4 separate regions of the Sus scrofa genome follow, and all the other regions are linked to region 1. The links are chromatin contacts, called in public HiChIP or PLAC-seq maps. All regions are on one chromosome and are shown on one strand. Each heading gives the region's core, a stretch centred on a gene start, on an enhancer-like site or on the middle of the called end of the contact. The rest is flanking DNA. Distances are from core to core; before and after follow the strand shown.

Region 1 (2,790 bases), core at 230-2,729:
TATAGTTGTTATAAAACATGGGCTATATTTAAATATCCCTGCAAAACAAAACATTGCTTGTACTTCTTCCAGAGCTGGAGTTGGACACTTGCATACCACGTCCTGTTTCCTTTAGCATAAAATCCATTCTGTTGGCGTTCCTGTCATGGCTCAGCCATTAGCAAACCCAACTAGCATCCACGAGGACGTGAGTTCAATCCCTGGCCTCCCTCAGTGGGTTAAGGATGTGGTGTTGCCAAGCGCTGTGGTGTAGATTACAGACATGGCTCAGATACAGCGCTGCTATGGCTGTGGTGTAGCTGGTGGCTACAGCTCCGATTGGACCCCTAGCCTGGGAACCTCCCTATGCCACAGGTGTGGCCCTAAAAATACAAAAAGACCAAAAAAAAAATCCACTCGTTGAACTTGGCAAACAAGCCTCCGCTCACATGCCCCAGTCTACCTCATTGATTTTTCTTCGTCACACCCATCTGCCTGAGCACTCTGTCCCAACACGGTCCACCTCACTCTTCTGTGTCCTTACTAATGCTCTTCCCTCTCTGGATAATTCTTTTCCTTGTCTTTCTGTGCCTGGCAAACTTGCCAACATCTGGAGCACGTGTCAACTCCCCGGGCTGCAGTCCCGCCGAGTGCCTGGGCAGAGTGAGACCTTGGAGCAGAGGCAGGCTGTGTTTCTGTCGCCTGAGTCCGGCTCCCGGGCAGGAGGTTGGTCCTGCCGTACCCTGATGTTTACATACACATCTGTTTTCCCCTACTGGCCAGGGAGCCACTTGGTTTCAGGGACTCTGTTTTATTTATTTATCTTCCTGTCCCCCCTGCTTGGCCTCAAGTCCAGCACTGCTGGAAACTCTCGATGTTTGATGAAGTCTAGGTCTGTGAGTTTCATGCAAGTGTCCTGTTAATGATCGTGTGCCGTGATGCTCCTCCCAAGGCTCTTGCATGCAGTCAACTTGGAGAAACAGTGACGTTGACAGTAAGAGGTCCACCCCCCCACCCCCACCCCGCGTCCCCACCTGCAGTGCAGTCTCCTGCTGCGTTCATCGTGACATCTGAGAGGCTGTCTTGTTAAGACCAGCTGCTCTGTGTCTGTTCATCATCAAACCACATGAGACCTTCAGAAGCTTAGTTTGCCACCAGCCCCATCCCTAAACCCCATCCCCCCACACACCAAGAAAAAAGAGGAATGAGGCAAAACGACCAGATGGTGCAGCTGACTCCACACCCTTGTGAGATTCTGAACTGCCGGGCTTTGTTCCCACGGTAGACATTGCTTCTTCCTAAGGCTCCCGAGTTAACCAGCGTCCGTCCACACTGGGGCTGTGGCTGCCTTCTGATTTTGCATCACAAGATGAGACATCGCCCTGACTCAGTTCGCGAGTGCTTCGCTGGAGGCACCCCGCCTTGTGCCTCCCTCCACCCGGGGCCCTTCTTCTTTCTGCTTCTTTACCCTGCACACATTCTTGGCAGCTTTTCCCTGAGAGAAATCATTCTGCCAGGCTCTCTGCCTGCAAGAGTGTATTCCAGAGCGCTGGCTGCCCCCAGCCTCTAGTGAAATAGCAACTCCAACCCTGGGGACCTAGTGCTGTGTGTGTGACTTTAGCTGGGGCTTCAGGAGAATGACTCCCAAATGTGTGTGTATGTGTGTGTGTGTGTGTGTGTGTGTGTGTGGTGTGTACTTATATGTATATGCATGCTGCGTGTTTATCTGTGTGTGTACATGTATGTGGGTGTATGTGTACATATGAGCATGTCTCCTCACCCCTCCCTGTCTCTCTTGTTGCATTCTTGGCTTCTTCCTGGTCTTAACATAACTTTTTAAAAATTCTAAAGATGCCAAAGATTCGGGAAGAAGAACCTCGTTAGCATCTTGAGGAATAACTTTCTGAGGACAGGTCTTTGCATCTGAAAATATATTCATAATATGTTCAGTCTTCTCAGGTAGAATAAGGAAGAAACTTTGTGATTCACTTTTGTATTATTTAGTGCATTAGTTGCCTTTTTCCCTTTTTTTCTGTTTTCTTCTTTTTTTTTAGTGGCAGAACCTTTTTAAAAAAGTAAATTCTTTTTTTTTTTTATTTTCCCACTGTACAGCAAGGGGGTCAGGTTATCCTTACATGTATACATTGCAGTTACAGTTTAAAAAAGTAAATTCTTATACATATAGAGCCCCAATCTACACACAGGTGAGAAATGTAATATTTTATCAGCATGAGTGTGTAAGTCCCATTTTAGAACTTTGATTTATGACAGGTGCTGTCCAGGGGACACAAGTGAACACACTGACAGTTTCTACTGCTTTCTGCATTTGGTATCTATTACAGTTGGGTCTATGAAAGTTGTATTTCATGATGGTTTTTAAAATATTTGTTGAGAACCTGGTGGATTTGGGGGGAAGCCAGGTTGGAACGCACGGGTCCAAAGTGACCTCAGTGAAGTCTGGCCATGAGACTGAGATGCTTGGGGAGAAAAAAAAAAAATCTCCATGCCTTTCCTCTGAAAAGGGCGGTCACCTAAAATGCCCCCGCCGGGCTGTATATGACCTCAGCCTGGCCTGCGCTCCTTCGCCGTTGGCTGGCAGACCGTGGCCACCGCCTGGGCACATCAGCTGCTCTGCCACCCTCCCCTCCCTGCTTACCCTGTGTAATTGTTGGGGGCAATCCAGGTGGCCGCGCTTCTTCCAGCCCCTTATCCCACGCGGCACAATTGCTTCCTTGATTCCCCTTTAAACTCAGAATGGAAAGCTGGGTGAGTAGCAATTCATCTATGAGCACCATCTGTGAATAGTGTCGT
Region 2 (2,955 bases), core at 434-2,933, 350 kb before region 1:
TCTGCAACCTACACCACAGCTCGTGGCAACACCGGATCCTTAACCCACTGAGGAAGGCCAGGGATCGAACCCCCAACCTCTTGGTTCCTAGTCGGAGTCGTTAACCACTGCACCACGATGGGAACTCCCATTCTAGTCTTCCACAGACTGAGCTGTAGTGAACACCTTGTAGTGTATCTGGTGTGGTAGGGGGGGTGTGGGTGTGTGGGGGGTGTTCGGGTCTGGGCTGAGCTCTTTCAGTGAGTAGATTCCCTGTCACTGATGTCATGTCCCGATACCTGGCAGTGTTTGGTGCCTAGAGATAGATCTGGGGGCGTCAGGGGGCAGTCAGCAGGTATTAGAACAGTCAGCATGACCACTGCTGTTTCTCAGGGGCTGCCTAAAACCAGAATCTCTCAGGATGTCTTGTCCTGAAGTGTGACCTGAAAAGCCTGTTACAGGTATAAGATCCTCATCTTGACAGTTTTATGCCTGATTACAGCCGTAACTAGTTTGTTTTTCTTTAAACTGGAGTGTGGCGTCTGAACAACAGGACATATTCTGCCACCTATCAGTTTTTTTTCAATAATATGGCATATTTTTAGTTGGTAGAGCTAAATAGTCTGATGTAACAAGTGCGATAGTTTTCTTTCTTTTAAAAATGAGATGGTTTTCCAGATTATAAAAACTCAAGTAGGAAGGGTTTAAAGGTCAGAAAATACCAACATTGTTGGAATAACACCCCTTCTGTCAGAGCGCTCTGAGTAGTCACCCCAGAGAGCAAAGCTGACCTCACACCAAGGAGCAGACTGATGGCTGACCCTTAGCTCGCATCATCGGGAAGGTCCCAGCAGGTGCCACGCTGGAGAGCACATCTCAGGTGCCAAGAAGGGATTGCGGGGTCTCTCCTGGAGGCTGCAGGGACCACGAAACTTAGCCAAATGGTGTGTGGTGGAAACTTCCTCCACCGGTTCTTTGCCACATCCCAGATGTTTGTACTTTGAAGCGTGTCCTCAGAAGCGGTTGCATCTTTCTTACAATTTTCCTCCAGCCCAGACCAAAAACAGTGCTAGATCCTCGTCATGCTGGCTCGGCAGTCTCGTCCCTCAGGCATCTGTAATTTTACACATGCATGTCCGATCAAGACATGATTGCTGTATGTTTACAGAAAAAACTACCAACAACCCAATGGGACAGTTATCTGAATATCTCATTGAGAAAAATCCTTGGGAAGAGAAACGCTTTGAAGAGACATTTATCTAGTAGATGTCACGTACACCTCTGTGATCAAATGTGTTGGCTTTAATTTCCTGGCAGGATTTCAGCGTCCCCAGCTCCTTTATGGCAGCGCTCTGCCCCTTTGTACTCAGACGCGCTGTCTCTAAACTCCAGCCAGGGCAGAGGTGTTTTTTCCCTGGGGCTGAACCTATCACCTTGCCCATCGCTACTCCCAGGATAGGAGAGGGCGGTTGTTTCTTTTCAAGGTTGATGTGGTTTTTTTTTTTTTCATTTCCCTTTCATGTGCCATCAGGCTCTGTGATGCAGGGAAACCAGTTGTTACATTGAAATTAAAGATGGCTGAGCATTTTATTTTCTTTTGTATGTTTTTTAAAAAGTGGAATTCCTGCCGTGGTGCCCTGGTGCAGTGGGTTAAGAGCCTGAGGTGGAGGCCCTGGTTGCCGCTGAGGCTCGGTGTCAGTCCCTGGCCCGGTGCAGTGGGTTAAAGGATCCGGCATCGCTGCAGCTGTGGCATAATTGCGCCTGCTGCTCAGGTTCAGCTCCTGGCCTAGGAACTTCCATATGCTGTGGGTGTGACCATCAAACTTAAAGTAAGATTACATTTTAAAAAAGCAAGCCTTTGCAGCAGCCTCAACAGCATCAGGACTGGTGTGAGAACTGTAGGCGTCCTCATGACAGGTGGTTGAAGACACCGTTGAAAGCGCTCCCGTCCTGCTGCTTGGCTGGGACCCTCTTGGGAGCTTTCCCTTCTCCCTGCATGGACTGTGGTGTGGAATTCTCACGTGACTGGAGGCAGCTGTTGGCATGTCTGTCTTGGCTGGGGTCTCTGCCAGGTCTCTTCTCTGCCTTCACGGGCGCCTTCCCTTTGGGTCTGTGCCTCCTCGGTGTGAGACAGGTGGCCCCTTCTCAGATGGGCCTGCAAGCACTGTCTTTTGAAATAAGTGCCACCATATATATATATATATATATATATATATATATATATATATATGTATGTTTTTGTTTTTTTTGTTTTTTTTTTTTTTTTGCTTTTTAGGGCCGCACTCGCGGCATATGGAGGTTCCCAGGCTAGGGGTCGAATCGGAGCTGTAGCCGCCAGCCTGCACCACAGCCACAGCAGTGCGGGATCGGAGCTGCATCTGCAGCCTTGGGGTAGAATAAGATGATCTTTCTGACCAGCCAGATTGCAGGCCTTGTTTAATTTCACACGCGCTCCTCTCTGGACTGCAGGGGAAGGTGTGGCTGATTGATTTTAACCCATTTGGTGAAGTCACAGATGCACTGCTGTTTACTTGGGAGGAGCTGTTATCTGGGAGAAGCGTCAGAGGTGACTTGAGCGAAGGCGAAGCTCCGGAGCAGGTACATGGGTGGACACGTGCGCGATTGTTCTGTGGGCGCTCACACAGATGTCCTCGTGGACACCGGGCCGTGGCCATCAAGAAAGCTGTGCGGTGGCTTCATTCACTTAACTTGAAAGAAATGATAGATTTTTTTTCTGGTTAGTTTTCTTTGTCTTGGCCCCCCTGTCTTGCCCACGTGGGAGGATTCGGACCCTGGCTCAGTTCACGCATCCGTGTCTTCTGGCCCAGCCCCAGGGCGCTGCCCGGGGACGGGGCATGTTGCCCAGATGGGAGCTCGTTAGAGTCATGACCCTGACTTAAAAAGGGGCCTTTTCCCTGATTGTCCTTTGTTGTCCTTGGTCAAGGATGCTCCAACCTTCCGCTGCACCAACAGCGA
Region 3 (2,700 bases), core at 34-2,533, 370 kb before region 1:
GCCTAGGAACTCCATATCCTGTGGGGTGGCCAACAAAGAAAAGAGTACAGTTCTTTAAATTGGACAGGATCCTGTCAATGATGTAATCTGACTCTTCTGTCAGAAAATTGAGGCCTAGGAGTTCCCATCGTGGCTCAAGAGTTAACGAATCCGACTAGGAACCATAAGGTTGTGGGTTCGATCGCTGGCCTTGCTTGATGGGTTAACGATCCGGCCTTGCTGTGAGCTGTGGTGTAGGTTGCAGACACAGCTCTGATTGGATCCCTAGCCTGGGAACCTCCATGTACTGCGGATGCGGCCCTAGAAAAGACAAAAAAAAAAAAAGAGAGAGAGAGAGAGAAAATTGATGCCTAGATCTGTTCTGTAATTTGTTTCTATAAACTAGCTAATAGAACCAAAATCGGAATATAACTTCAATAATATTCTTCTAAACGTTCTCTGTATTTTCACTTAATAAAGTTGTAAATTCCTTTCCTAAATACTTCAAAGTAAAATATTATGGAATGAAATAAAGATAGGATATTATAGTATATAATAATATATATTATTATGTAACATTGTGAAAATTACATAAAATTATACTCTTGAGAGCTTGCTTCAATGCAAGAAAACAAGACGTTAGGATTACAGGTTAACAGAGGGCTAACTAAGAAGAATTTACACAGGTTTTTAAAAAGTACATTATTTAACAAGGAGTCTAGAGACAGGATATTTCTAGGGTTAATTCAGCATCTCATCGAGGGCACCAGGGACCAGGCTCTTTCAGTCTTTCCCTGTGTCATCCTTGGTTTATTGCCTTGGTATTTGAGTTCGTCACCTGACGGTTGTAAGGCGGCTACTGCTGTCACAAATATTGCGTGAAAGTGACAATAACTGCATCAAAAACAGAAGGGGTTCATTTGTTTCCACTCATTGTTCTCTGCATGTGAGCAAGCAGAGCTTTCTGGAAGCTCCCCAGGAGACTTGCAGAGAGGCTCAGGTCACACAGACAGGTTCTTAGCCTAATCTAGTAGTTGGCAGATGGAATAGAAATGCCATGATTGGCTTAGACCAGAGGCTCTCAAATTTAGCTTGCACCGGAATCATCTAGAGAATTTGGTAGAGCACAGATTGCCAGTCCCCACCCCCAGGGTTTCTGATTCGCTGGGCTGGGAGTCAGGCCCAAGAATATAATTTCTTACAAGTTCCCAGGTGATCCCGATGCTGGGGTGTAGGCTCACGCCTGGAGGACCGTGTGCTCAGAAGGACACATGCATCACATGCATTGCTGAGGCTCAGGGCCAGGTGTCCTCATGTGAGCAACCACCCTTCCGTTGGCAAGGGAGGAGGCTGGGACTAGCCAGAGGGGAGTCGGCCAGGACTGCCTGCTACTGCTGTCATCTGGCATGGGTAGTAAATACTCTTGTTTTTCCTGTTGTCAAATGGTTATTGCTTTAAAAAGTCGCAGTTGACATATGACACACTTAGCATAATCTGTCTGCATTAATACTTGCTGGAATGAATTATTTGCCTAGATAAGCATTCTTTGTGATTAGACTTACCGAATCAGCAGGCTGCTTTCACTAATTATGTTATCGATGAGGTGTCACTTCAGTAGCCCAGGACCAGAAAAAAAAACCAAAAACCTGGTATTCATTTGACATTTAGAAGGGCTGAGTGAGTGAAAAAATGAATCTGTTCCTTGTTTCTCTGAGAGGCTTATGACTAAGGAATAGAGTTACAAGAGGTCAGGAAAGTTCACGTGTCTTAGTAATCCAAGCTCAGCTATTAATATAATTTTTATACATTTTTTTATTACATTTTATACAGTTCTTATACATTTTTTAAGATTATCACAAAACTATTAATCCTAAAATTCAGCAGCAAACAGTTTGGGGAGTTAAATTTTGTACCTAAGTTGGACCTAACAGAACGTCTACCTTGTGATTTTTTTTTAAAGGCTTATTTGTTTATATATTTATTTTGTCTTTTTGCCATTTGTTGGGCTGCTCCCGTGGCATATGGAGGGTCCCAGGCTAGGGGTCTAATTGGAGCTGTAGCTTCCAGCCTACACCAGAGCCACAGCAATGCTGTATCCGAGCCGTGTCTGCGACCTACACCACAGCTCACGGCAACACCAGATCTTCAACCCACTGAGCAAGGCCAGGGATCGAACCCGCAACCTCATGGTTCCTAGTTGGATTTGTTAACCATGGAGTCATTTATTTAGATGATGATTTTCCCCCTTTAGATTGTTTTAATTTTATTGTATTTATTTTATTTTTTTAATTGAAGTATCGTTGATTTACAATGTTGTGTTAGATCATTATAATTTTGGATAGCACATTTTATCTCTTCTTGAAGAATTCTGCAGAAACTCAAATGAACACCCCCAGTCACCCTTGACTCAGTATCATTTCTTATCTTTCCTTTTCCGCCACCGGTGATAACGAAAGAAATGGATTCTGTACCCGAAATCTTATTTTGGATCCTGACGAGCAACATTTTTCTTTTTTATTTCTGCCCATGACTTAATTTTTTTTTCTTATATACTTAGGTACGGTGAGGTATGATGCCGTACCTTCCAACTTTTCAGGAAGGCTTGTGAGTGGGGATTGTGCCCTAGTAAATATCTGAACAAGGTGGCACTTTATTTTTTTATTTTTTTATTTTGTTGTTGTTGTTGTTGTTGTTGCTATTTCTTGGGCCGCTCCTGCGGCA
Region 4 (2,787 bases), core at 138-2,637, 390 kb before region 1:
GCAGATATCCGAATGAATACCTTTCTAAGGAGGCCTGAGTACAGTGGGGTTCTCACCTCTTTCTAATTTAAAACGGGTTAGAATGGGCCAGTAAGAACGTGCGTACCCAAAATGTGCGTCTTCCGGCAGGCAAAGGTGCCTGGGAGAAGCCCAAAGCAGCCTAACTCTAAGGAGCAAGACTAGGTTTAAAAGGCGTTTTTCAACATCTAGTCATTTCTCCTCTCTTCATTTACAGAAATAAATGTGACTTTTTTTAGTACCCTACTTTCTCGTCCCCATCGGATACGCCATTATGAAAGGAGTAAGGAAGAACCGACGAGAGTGTGATAAGGGCCGAAAAAGAGGGGGAAACGTATGAAATTAAAAATTCGACTAGAATTCTTTTTCCTTTTTTTTCCCGTCCTTTAGGGCCGCACCCGCGACATACGGAGGGGTTCCCAGGCTAGGGGTCTAATCCGAGCTGTAGCTTCCCGGCCTACACCACAGCCACAGCAACGCGGGATTTGAGCCGCGTCTGCGACCTACACCACAGCTCAAGGCAACTGCCGGATCCCCAACCCACTGCGCGAGGCCAGGGATCGAACCGCAGCCTCATGGTTCCCAGTCGGATTCGTTAACCACTGAGCCACGAGGAAAACTCTTAGAATTTCTTACAATCTTATGAACCCAGCATGCACGAATACGGATACAATCTGGTCGTGTTTCTGCACGCTGCTACTTTTGCGAGGCTAGAATAAATGAACTTAACGCTCAAAAGGAGACACCCCTCTCCCCCTCTGTGCTCCCAATTTTTACCTCCTCCACTACCTCCAAAGTCGAGCTCCCCAGAGCCGTAAAGACGAGATCTTTTTCCTCTCTCTCATAACCTTCCCTCCAGGGCCAAGAGGGCCGTCCCTCCCTTTGCAGATACCCAAACGCTGCAATCAAGCTAACATTTCACCGTGATGTATCCTGTTTTCTGTACTCCGAGTAGCCCAGCTCTCCCAGCCCAGCCCCTGGTTTGTCTCTTAACCTGCTCTCCCTCCGCGCCTTGCGGGACGCGAGCCGGGTCCGCAGCCGGGGAGACGCGCGTGGCTGCAGGCAAGCTCCAGGTGTGCGCCCTCCTTCCCCCCAAAGAGACACTGCGCGTGATGGGCTCGCGCCCAGTTACCTCCTCCCAGGCGTGGGGCGAAGGGATGCGTACTCCTTTAGGAACCGGGAGGAACGCAGAAAGCACGGGTCCGAGGCAGTCGTCACCGAAGATGCTGCGCTACTGGGGAGCCACAACCGCGTCTCGCGGTGCAGAGAGGATGAGCGCTCGTTCCTCGCGGCACCCGTAGCACCCCCGCCGGTGACCTATAGCCTTAGATGATTACCTTCCGGGGCAGTGCGAGGCCGGACGAGAAGTGGAGCCGCCCACTGTTTACAATCTCGGTCTCGGCGCTTCCAGAATTCCTCTTCCGGGGCCAGAACTGTGTGCATGTGTGCGCGCGCGCGCGCGTGTTTATGCGGGCACGAGTGTACACTTAAAGGACGCCCCAAGGTGCTTTCTCTCCGCTTCCTTTTCGCTCCTTCCTCTTTGCCTAATAGACCGGAAGTGTCCCTGGACCAAACCAGCTCGGCGGGCACTTCCGGGACAGGCGACGAGGGTTCCGGGAGGGTTCTGGGAGGAGAGGGAGAGGCGGCGGCGGAGGCTGGAGAATGAAGAAGGAGCATGTGCTGCACTGTCAGTTCTCCGCGTGGTATCCACTGTTCCGAAGCCTTACCATCAAGAGGTGAGACTGGAGGGTTACGTCGAGGCGATGGGCGAAAGGGGACTGCGACGTTTGAGGCGAATCCTAGCTCTACCAAAACCTGCAGGCCTGGATGGGAGCGCCAGTGCCGAGATGTCGATTTCCTAGTGGCTTTTCGGGTCGGGAGGTGAATAAAATCGATCCGTACTTGCCGTGCGTCCAGTTGTGCGCCAGAGAGTGTTCTGGGAAGGTGGAAGGGCACGTCGTGGCTCCGTGAAGGTCAGAGGCGGGCTGAGGAGCGGGTGAAGCTAGTTTAGGCTCAGAAGTTCATTATCGCTGCTTTTAGAATTGCTAGAGCAGGCAGGTGATCTGCGAACTAAGTAGTCTAGGCTTTGCCGCTGACTAGCCCGTCTGCGGTCTTCATAGCTTTTGGGCCCCGTGAAATGAGAACAGTGATACAGACCCAGCCTCCGATTCTATTATGAAGCCCCAAAATGATAGTATATATGGGAAGCTTTAGTAGGGTATACTCTGTATCTTTAGGGATGGGAGCCATCTGGAAGAGGAGTGGAACAGTATTTGTTTTCTCGTTCTTTGGCCCACACAAGGTATCCATGCCCGGTTTGCAGGGCGGAGGATTAACTGTCTCATCCTTCACTCGGTCATTCAAGGTAATGTAGGCAAGGCAGCGGGAGGGTATCCCCAGATGTCCAAAAGCAGCCCTAACATCTGGAGCAGGATGCAAGGGTAGGGTTTCCCACACTTAGACGGATAGATCACAGAACTGCATATCCGTGGGTAGGATTTTCTGTATTTTGCCTACTCTCCTTTTAGGTCTAGCTTGCCACTAATTTAGATTTTACCCGTCCCTTCCTTTTCCTTCTTAGTGCAGAGAGTGTGAATACACAGAGGGAAACTTTTGAGATCCTGAGAATTTGGGAGAGCATAAGAATTGTTTAAAAGATGGTGCTTTTCCATCCTGTTATTTGTACATAGAATCTGCTTCCAGTCATGCAGGGTATGATGGAGGTTAGAGCAGCTCCATGGAGGATAAGCTTTGCATTTGAAGATGATT

What was found. HiChIP or PLAC-seq counts read pairs in DNA pulled down with a chosen protein or histone mark.
Region 2: an H3K27ac HiChIP or PLAC-seq map of skeletal muscle shows a contact between it and region 1, with 6 times the contacts expected there. The contact joins two enhancer-like sites.
Region 3: an H3K27ac HiChIP or PLAC-seq map of skeletal muscle shows a contact between it and region 1. The contact joins two enhancer-like sites. A contact is called at or near these places in 13 of 47 Hi-C or Micro-C datasets (embryonic fibroblasts, fetal skeletal muscle, heart right ventricle and 6 more) and 1 of 2 datasets of contacts at active chromatin or transcription factors (skeletal muscle).
Region 4: a contact with region 1 is called in an H3K27ac HiChIP or PLAC-seq map of skeletal muscle. The contact joins the promoter of CDC123 here to the enhancer-like site in region 1. A contact is called at or near these places in 1 of 5 promoter capture datasets (fetal skeletal muscle), 5 of 47 Hi-C or Micro-C datasets (embryonic fibroblasts, fetal skeletal muscle, heart right ventricle and 2 more) and 1 of 2 datasets of contacts at active chromatin or transcription factors (skeletal muscle).

What each region holds. Positions count from the first base shown.
Region 1 is chr10:59,373,135-59,375,924 of Sscrofa11.1, reverse strand. All of the region lies in intron 1 of CAMK1D (calcium/calmodulin dependent protein kinase ID), which reads left to right. Among named protein-coding and RNA genes, the nearest start is that of CAMK1D, 80 kb to the left of the region's middle. Within about 2 kb of position 1,479, at least 24 of the 83 cell types and tissues checked have an H3K27ac peak or open chromatin away from gene starts, as enhancers often do. A contact at or near this core is called in embryonic fibroblasts, fetal skeletal muscle, liver and 2 more, where this site is marked.
Region 2 is chr10:59,719,464-59,722,418 of Sscrofa11.1, reverse strand. CDC123 (cell division cycle 123) reads left to right here. Exons shown (of 13, transcript NM_001243823.1): 11 at 2,449-2,577; 12 at 2,924-2,955. Among named protein-coding and RNA genes, the nearest start is that of NUDT5, 45 kb to the left of the region's middle. Within about 2 kb of position 1,683, at least 2 of the 83 cell types and tissues checked have an H3K27ac peak or open chromatin away from gene starts, as enhancers often do. A contact at or near this core is called in skeletal muscle, where this site is marked.
Region 3 is chr10:59,740,259-59,742,958 of Sscrofa11.1, reverse strand. The region is part of intron 6 of CDC123 (cell division cycle 123); the gene reads left to right. Among named protein-coding and RNA genes, the nearest start is that of NUDT5, 24 kb to the left of the region's middle. Within about 2 kb of position 1,283, at least 10 of the 83 cell types and tissues checked have an H3K27ac peak or open chromatin away from gene starts, as enhancers often do. A contact at or near this core is called in embryonic fibroblasts, liver, retroperitoneal adipose tissue and 1 more, where this site is marked.
Region 4 is chr10:59,764,221-59,767,007 of Sscrofa11.1, reverse strand. It overlaps CDC123 (cell division cycle 123), which reads left to right and starts at 1,387. Exons shown (of 13, transcript NM_001243823.1): 1 at 1,387-1,754. The coding sequence starts at 1,681. NUDT5 (ADP-sugar pyrophosphatase) reads right to left here and starts at 1,564. Exons shown (of 10, transcript XM_003482836.4): 1 at 1,151-1,564.